Regions from separate parts of the Mus musculus genome. Here region 1 is linked to region 2. The links are chromatin contacts, called in public capture Hi-C maps. All regions are on one chromosome and are shown on one strand. The core of a region is the stretch at or near the end of the contact, and the rest is flanking DNA. Distances in the headings are between cores, read along the strand shown. Region 1 holds the start of Zfp82 (zinc finger protein 82). Region 2 holds the start of Samd4b (sterile alpha motif domain containing 4B).

Evidence for each region. Capture Hi-C pulls out chosen DNA fragments and counts their contacts.
Region 1: a capture Hi-C map of macrophages shows a contact between it and region 2, with 5 times the contacts expected there. The contact joins the promoter of Zfp82 here to the promoter of Samd4b in region 2. A contact is called at or near these places in 2 of 39 promoter capture datasets (both in liver) and 1 of 9 other capture datasets (macrophages).

What each region holds. Positions count from the first base shown.
Region 1 is chr7:30,070,972-30,074,966 of GRCm38.p6, forward strand. Zfp82 (zinc finger protein 82) reads right to left here and starts at 1,852. Exons shown (of 7, transcript NM_177889.5): 1 at 1,810-1,852; 2 at 1,058-1,168.
Region 2 is chr7:28,434,568-28,438,874 of GRCm38.p6, forward strand. Samd4b (sterile alpha motif domain containing 4B) reads right to left here and starts at 1,624. Exons shown (of 13, transcript NM_175021.3): 1 at 1,571-1,624. It also overlaps a transcript of Gmfg not described here.

The DNA.
Region 1 (3,995 bases), core at 602-3,101, 1.6 Mb after region 2:
GTAGATGTCTTCAGACACACCAGAAGAGGATGTCGGATCCCATTACAGATGGTTGTAAGCCACCATGTGGGTGCTGGGAATTGAACTCAGGACCTCTGGGAGAGCAGCCAGTGCTCTTAAGCACTGAGCCATCTCTCCAGCCCAATAAATAAATCTAAAAGGAAAGGAAAGGATGTGGGACACTAGGAGGAAGAGAGGATTCAGGGAAATAGTGAGAGAATAAAAGGTGGCACAGAGAGAGGCTCTGAGAGAGACACTGGGAGAGACATTAAAGAAGAAGCAGGTCGACACTGAGGAAAGGTAAACTAACCAATTAGTAGACATAGAATAGTTTGAATGGGTTAAATAAACTACAAGCTAGTCTTGAAGCAAGGCATTTAATAATACATAATTAGTCCCAGAGTTGTCATTTTGGGAGCAGAGGCTGGAAGGATAAACGGATTTTTTTTAAAGACTTTTTTATGTATGTGAGTGCACTATAGCTGTCTTCAGACACACCAGAAGAAGGCATTAGATCCCATTACAGATGGTTGTGAGCCACCATGTGGTGGCTGGGAATTGAACTCAGGACCTCTGGAAGAGTGTTCTTAACCGCTGAGCCATCTTTCCAGCCCCCCCCTTTTTTTTTTTACAAAAATAAATCTTAAAAATAAATGTACATCACAATTAAGTAGATACCCATACACACCACTCCCTTGGTGTTGGAATCACCCCTAATCACCACATTAACAAACAGCTGCTGTTTACTAAGCATTTGGTATTTATGAATATCAGCAACTGTTCTAAGAGCTCTACAGCATAGTATTAAAAATAAAACCCAGCTATAAAAATAAAGCCCGATCTCCTTGGAGGGAGGGTTGTCGTCCTGTCCCCCCCCCCCAAAAAAAAAAACACTGAAAAGCGGATACGTATGTACGTACAGGCACTGGGTGGTGTAAGGAGTCAGGCTCTGTTTCTAAGAACCAGACATTTAAAAATAACAAATGTTCTGATCCACTAAAAAATTAAAGTGCCTTTCACAGATCCAAGAGGTAAGATTGACCCCCCCTGACCTTACCTTTTAAACAGGCAACAGCGATTTATCCCTCCCCTTCCTGTGAGCACTTAAAGGCAGGCTGGAGTAGGAGCGAATGTTAACGTCCAAACTTTTCTCGGAGCCTTGTCCAGCCTAGTTAAATCAAAGCACAAGACACAACCAATCGGTCACCACCACCCATCACTCACACCCGGGAGCGAGTTCAGCTGTCCTGCCCTGGTACCTAAGAAAGGCCAGGGCGGCAGATGGCCAGGAAGTTTACAATAGCTCCCTAGGTGGATCGCACACAGCCTGTCCAGCGAGTGACTGTATCTGAGCACGTGTGGCGTGTTGGGGGTAACCCCAGGGAACCAGCCAAGGGTGTGTGTGTTGGGGATCGGGGACCATCTTTCAGACCCCTCTCAAGACCCGGAGCTCTTTGCTTTGTTTACTGGGAGTCTTGTGTGTTGCTCAGGTGAATGGCTGGGGAACCATTCCTCTTTGGGACTGATGTGGCTACACCGCAGCCGAGCCTGGGGCCAGAATCACACACACCAGGACCTCGGCAACCTCGCTCACACAACCGCTCTGCACCCCATTCACTCGCACAAATGCCATCACGCCGTGGCTTCCGGGCCGCACTCAGTCGCGGTGGCTGCCACCCCGACGCCCTGCCACGCCCAGCAGGCACAGCTCGCCACTGTGGTCCCCACGCAGCAAGCCGAGGCGCGGACCCAGTATGAGGGGCGCGGGGCCTCCCTGTCCCCGCCCTTACCCCCTGCTCCCTGCAGCACCTTCACTAAGTTCACGGAACTGGGACCCAGGCTCGGCTCAGTTGCCCCGCCCCACGCGCTGAGGTGACAGTGGCTGCATCTCCAGACCCCCGAGAGCCTACAGGGCGTTGCGCGGGGACTGCTGGGAGGGACAGCCGCACGCACCGCGTGCGCATGCGCCACACTCACTGTGTGCTCCGTTTGGGACCAGGACAGGGAGAGGAGCAGAACCTCAACTCTGATTAAGTATTTGAGGAAAATCGGATTTTCGTTTGGAGATTTGTGCATTTGATATAGTCATGTTTGTTGTGGAGGTGACTGCAAATGACTACGTCTTAGAATAAGATTTTAAAGGACATTCCTATCATGTAGTTTGCTTTTACCCAGGTTCTTAAGATTTTCTTCTTTCTTAACCAGGATTTTTTTTTTTTTTTTGGAGAGACAGGGTTTCTCTGTGTAGTCCTGGTTGTCCTGGAACTCACTCAGTAGACGAGGCTGGCCTTGAACTCAGAAATCCTCCTGCCTCTGCCTTCCAAATGCTGGGATTAAAGTGCTGGATCATCAACTTAAATACCTTTCGTTCCTATATTTTTAAATTGCCAGAAAATAAATAATAAAATGGTTGAGCTGGTATGTGCCTATATTCTTATCACTTTGAAGGCAGAAGAATCACTCAAAAGTTTGAGGCCAGCCTGAGTTACATAGTGAGTTCCAAGCCAGCCAGGGCTATATAAGACCTGGTCTCAAGTATATAAAGTAAACGTGATGGTTAAATTTCTGATTAATTGATCATCTATAATTATATTCTCTAATGCTACAGCTTGTGGAAAGTTAAGCCTTTCAGTAAATAGGGATAACAATGAATACTAAGCAGTGACTAACGAAGGCACAGCCCTACCCTGATAAAACAATGAGTCAGGTGGTAGAATCACTCCCACATGGAACATGCTATATAGCACATAAACATGATTAATTAAAAAAAAAAAAAAAAAAAACTCGGGGGCTGGTGAGATGGCTCAGTGGGTAAGAGCACCCGACTGCTCTTCCGAAGGTCCGAAGTTCAAATCCCAGCAACCACATGGTGGCTCACAACCATCTGTAATGATCGACTCCCTCTTCTGGAGTGTCTGAAGACAGCTCAGTGTACTTATATACAATAAAAATAAATAAATCTTTAAAATAAATAGATAAATAAATAATTCTTAAAAAAAAAAAAAAACTGATCTCAGGCAGAACTTGCCATCTCATGAAATAAACTACTGATTATGATTACTCTTGGGGAAAATAAGGTCAAAAGGTGTTGTTGTCTTATTTATGTTTAAATCTTCCATGAGAAAACACACCTGTTTTATTTCTAGTTTTAAAATTAATAACTTTCAAGCCAGAGAGATGGCGCAGTGGAGTTTGCTGTGCATTCTCTGGGAACCACATGGGAGAAGGAGAGAACCAATTTCCCCTGTGACCTCTACACCAGGGATGCTGTACAAACTAAAACTTAAAATAATCAAATGTGGCCGGGCATGGTGGCGCACACCTTTAATCCCAGCACGTGGGAGGCAGAGGCAGGCCGATTTCTGAGTTCGAGGCCAGCCTTGTCTACAAAGTGAGTTCCAGGACAGCCAGGGCTATACAGAGAAACCCTGTCTCGAAACAAACAAACAAACAAACAACAAAACAAACAAAGAAATCAAATGTGGAGCTGGACATGGCAGCACATACCTTTAATCTCAGCACTCACGCTGGGAGGAGAGGCAGAGGGATCTCTCTTGTGTATGAGGCCAGCCTGGTCTACATGATGAGTTCCAAGATAACTGAGGTAATGTAGAGAGACCCTGTCCCTCCAAAAATCAAATAAATAGATAGATACATACATACAGATGGGGCTTAGGAGATGGCTCACTGGTTAGGAATACCAGTTGCTTTTACAGAAAACACAAGTTCATTCCTCAGCACCCATATGGCAGCTTATAAACACGTATAACCCCAGCTCCTGGTGATTCGATGCTCTTAAAAGTCAGAGGTACACACACACACACACACACACACACACACACACACACTCACTCACTCACGAAGACACTCATACACATAAAATGTCCAAAACATGGTATAGATATGCCTAGGAACAATGTCCATCAGGGGCACATATTTTAGCATGTATCATGAAAAAGAATATCTGAAAGAAACAAGGCCCACCAGGAGGCTCC
Region 2 (4,307 bases), core at 374-2,873:
TTTATGAGAAATCTCAAGTTTAAAAACAAACAACCCCCCCCAAAAAAAAACCCCAAGCATATAGGGCTGAGGGAAGAAGACTCCTAATGAAGACCTGAAAGCATTGGAGTAGGTTTTCCACAAAGAATTCTGGGTGTTCAGCTATACTGAAGAAAGATTAGGTAGGTATGCAAGGCTTTCTAAAGATGGTTCTAGAGAATTGGGGGTGGGGGAGATTCTGAGGAAGAGATAGCTAGAAAAGTCTTTTAATAAGAAAGTCTGAGAAAAAGAAAGAACTAAAGGCCATCTCAGGGTTACTAAGTTCTGTGATGCATGGGGGTCCTGAAAGCTGTAGCTTAGAGGGGTGTTTCAGTATTGTAAGGAAGAGTGTCAGAAAGTTTACCAAAGGCTAGAAAGGGAGTTTCAAATTTTCAGGTTATCCAAGAAAAGTTTGAGAAGAATAGAGGCTATGAGGAAACTTTTTTGGAGTCCGTACACTATTCTTAAAACATGTGGTGTGTGTTACTGGAAAGGATTTGGGATACAGAAGACAGGCTTTGGAAGAGGTTTTGGGAATATGAGAGGAACTCTGGAGATTTTCAAGATTAGAAGGTGTAGAGGCTGAGGAGAAAAGGGCTGGGGTACATGAGATTACCTCTAGAGCATTCCAAGCTGGGGAATATTTGTGTAACATGAGTTTGGAAATCTATAGAAGGGTCTAAGAAATATGAGAAGAGGACAGGGCGTATATAGGAGGTGGAAGCAAAGAGAGGAGAGGAGAGGGTCCTCTAGGTGAGTTTTGGCATCTAAGAGCACTTCCTGAGTATCTGAGGACGACTGTTCTGGGATATGCAAGCTCTTTAAGGATGATGTAGTGTTCACCAGGGACATCCTGAAGAATTTGGGGATAAGAGTGAAAATCTCTAAGACTTTTGGAATGGGGAGAGGTAGAAGGGTAAATTCTTGGGGGTATTTGAAGAAGTCTGAAGGAGAGATGACTTGAATATGTGATGCAGATGGGGGGGGGGTTAGATGCAGAGAGTATCTGGGGGCGGTTTAGGGGCTTTAAGGTTCTTCCTGGGGGAGATGCCTGGAATATCTGTGCTGTGAAGACAGATGACGAGTAGCCACCAAGGAATGTGTTGCGATTCAGGAGGAAGATGTGAGGAGAGAACCAAGGACCAAAGGGCGGGGATCCACAGGGAGCGTCCCCAGAGGAGGCAGTTGAAAGCTGAGGGTGGTCTCCGGGGAGGCCGCTGGAGTCGTGCGGGAGGACCAGGCAGATGTGTGCCGAGTCAGGACAGAAGTCCCCGGGCCCGGCCCCTCGGCTAGCCCCAGGGCGTGACGGTTTGGGAGGGAAACTGAGGAAGGGGCCCGGGTAGGGAGAAACGGGCTGAGTGCGGAACCCTAAGGGGTCCTCCAGGATCCTCCGGCCTCCCGAGGCCCGAGTCAGCCGCCCGCCGCAGCCCGCGGCGCGGGGTCCCTGAGGGGGCGGGGCCGGCCGCGCGGCCTGGGTCGCCCTGAGGGGAGCGCCGCGCGCCTCGACCGCCGCCGCCCCGCGCCCGCCGGCCCGGCCTTGCCCGAGACTCACCGCCTCGGCCTCCGCCGCCGCCGCCGCCACCCGCACCTCCTCGGGCAGCCGCCGCCACCCGCGCCGCTGCCGCCGCCGCCGCCGCCGCCGTCGCCCCCTCTCTGGCCCGAGAGCTCCCCTCCCTCCTCCCGCACCGACCACCGCCGCCGCCGCCGCCGCCGCCGTCGCGCTGCGTCACCGCGCCGTGCGTCACCGCCCCTGGCCCCGCCCCGGAGGGCCACTGTGCGCCAGCATTAGCTCACACCCTATTGACAGACGGTGAGCCCAGCCAACTGGCGGCGAGGGCAGACCGAAGGGTGGGAGGTGTGCGGCAAGAAAGGCGGGGTCTTGGCCTGGAGGGGAGCGACAGGGCTGGAAGGAGGCCTGAGAGGCCCGCCCCCTCCTCACTACGATTGGTCTGACGAGAAGGTGACGGACAGACGGACAGGCCCCGGGCGGAGAGCAGAGGGCCGGGAAGAGGAGGGGCGCGCGCCGCGTTGCCCCGGGCAACGGTCTGGCGAAGCCCGCGATTGGACCTACGGACCCGCAGGGGGCAGTCTCGCGCCGGTCTAACTCAGTAGCGGCGAACCCAGTCACAATTCCTCATTCTGGCGTTCAAGGACCCCCTCCTCTCCGCCCCTCGGTCACACCCCGCCCAGGGTTTGTGTCCGGTAGTACCATCGCCCTTTGGGATGACAATGCTGCCTCCTGGCTCCTGGTATCGATCGGCCGCGCCTCAAGTGACACCTCAAGATGAGCGAGGTCGACCCTTTAAGGGTGGAAAGAGATAAGACCCCACACATAAGAGGCTGTCAATAAATGGAGATTGCTTCCATCACTCTTGTCGTGATCTTAGTCCATCCACAAACTGTCCTGCGCTGGGGTGAACTGACTGGAAAGGGGCCGGCTCTCCAGAAGGGTGACAGCAACGTGGCTTGTTCCGAGAACTCCAAGAAATACAGTCAGGGTGGAGTGTCGAATTTACGACAGGGAGTGGTAGGAAATGAGCTGCGGCTAGATGTTTGGCCACTGGAGGGAGTATGCACTTGTGCTAAAGGCACAGCGACTAGAGTGACGGGGCCAGTAAGGTCTTGGGGACTTGGGAGTTTGGAAGGGACGCCTCTAGCTTACATAGGGAAGTGGGGTGAGAAGGAATGAGACACAGAAGAGAGAACCCAGGGAGCTACCTGGGGAGTTGGGGCGGGGTTGCATCTGGAAGGGACCTTGGGGAGGGAGGAGGTGCGAAGTAGGCGGGACACTCAGGTGGCCCATTGAACTAGCCTTTTGCCACTGGCTGGCCACAGGGCGGAAGAGAAAAGTCCAGGACAAAGCCCTCTGGGAGATTGGGTCCCAGAGGAGAAGCTCAATGTGGGACAGCCAACACTGAGGTCAAGACCATTGCCCCACCTCGGGCACAAATTGAGGCTGGAGACCAGGATTTAAGGATCATTAGAGATGGTAATTGAGGTTGTGGGAGTTTGTGACCAATCCCAAGGAGGGTATGAGGGGTGAATGGAGACAAGGCTCAGACGGAATTCTGAGAAATGAGGGCACATGAGTTGAGAAAAGAAATGAGTACTAGACCAACATTGTGAAGATGGCACAGGAAAGAGTTGACGGGAACTGGGCTTAGCGGCGCGTCCTATCCCAGCAGAGCATTTCTGTAGGCTTGAAGCTAGCCTGGTCTACATATTGAGACCCTGAACTCGGGAGGCAGAGGCAGGTGGCTCTCTGAGTTCAAGGCTAGTTTTGTCTACAGAGCGAGTTCCAGGACAGCCAGGGCTGCGCAGAGAAACACAGATATTTTAAGTCTTTTTTTTTTTTAAGATTTATTAATTATGAGCACACTGTAGGTGTCTTTAGACAGACCAGAAGAGGGTATCAGATTCCATTGCAGATGGTTGTGAGCCACCATGTGGTTGCTGGGAATTGAACTCAGGACCTCTGGAAGAGCAGCAGTCAGTGCTCTTAACCACTGAGCTATCTTCCCAGCCCACTCCACCTTTTTTTTTTTTTTTTTTTTTTTGGTCTTTGGAGACAATGTCTTTTTAGATATTCATGGCTGGCCAAGACTCCTGCCTCAGACTCCTGAGTGCTGGGGTTAGAGATCTGTACCACCACACAAGCTAGAGAGGGAGTTCTTTGTTTTTAAAATAGAAGAACTAAAATTGTATGGAGGCTTAGGAGAAGATTCATCAGGGGTCAGGGAGAGATCATAGGAAGAGTTGGGAAGACTGAAGAGGTACCTGGCAGGTGGGATGGAGACCAGTGATGGGACCTGCCCATTATTAAAAAGGGGAGCCAGCACAGAAAGTCAAGTGGAGCAAGAACTTAGAAATATTTTTTTTATTTCTTCACTAAAATACATATGGTTTTCTCATAAGTTACTTTGCCTTTATTTCTTCTTTATAGAACAGGTGGCTTTATGAATTGATTTTTTTTCCAAAATTTGGGCATATAAATAGGTCACATTACCCAGGAATTGTTTCAAGGGAAGGGGAACTTGTGTATCTGTGTGGGACACTCATGAGATCAAAAGGCCAGGCCCTGTGTATGATAATGCCTGCTCTCACTGAGCTACACATAACCCCTCAATGCCCATTTGTTTATTTTATCAGATTTTCTAGAGTTTGTGTTTGTTTGGTTTTGGGGTTTTGGTTTTTTTGAGAAGGGCTTTTCTGTGTAGCCATGGCTATTCTGAACTCACTGTATAGACCAGGCTGACCTCAAACTCAAAGATCTGCCTGTCTCTGCCTCC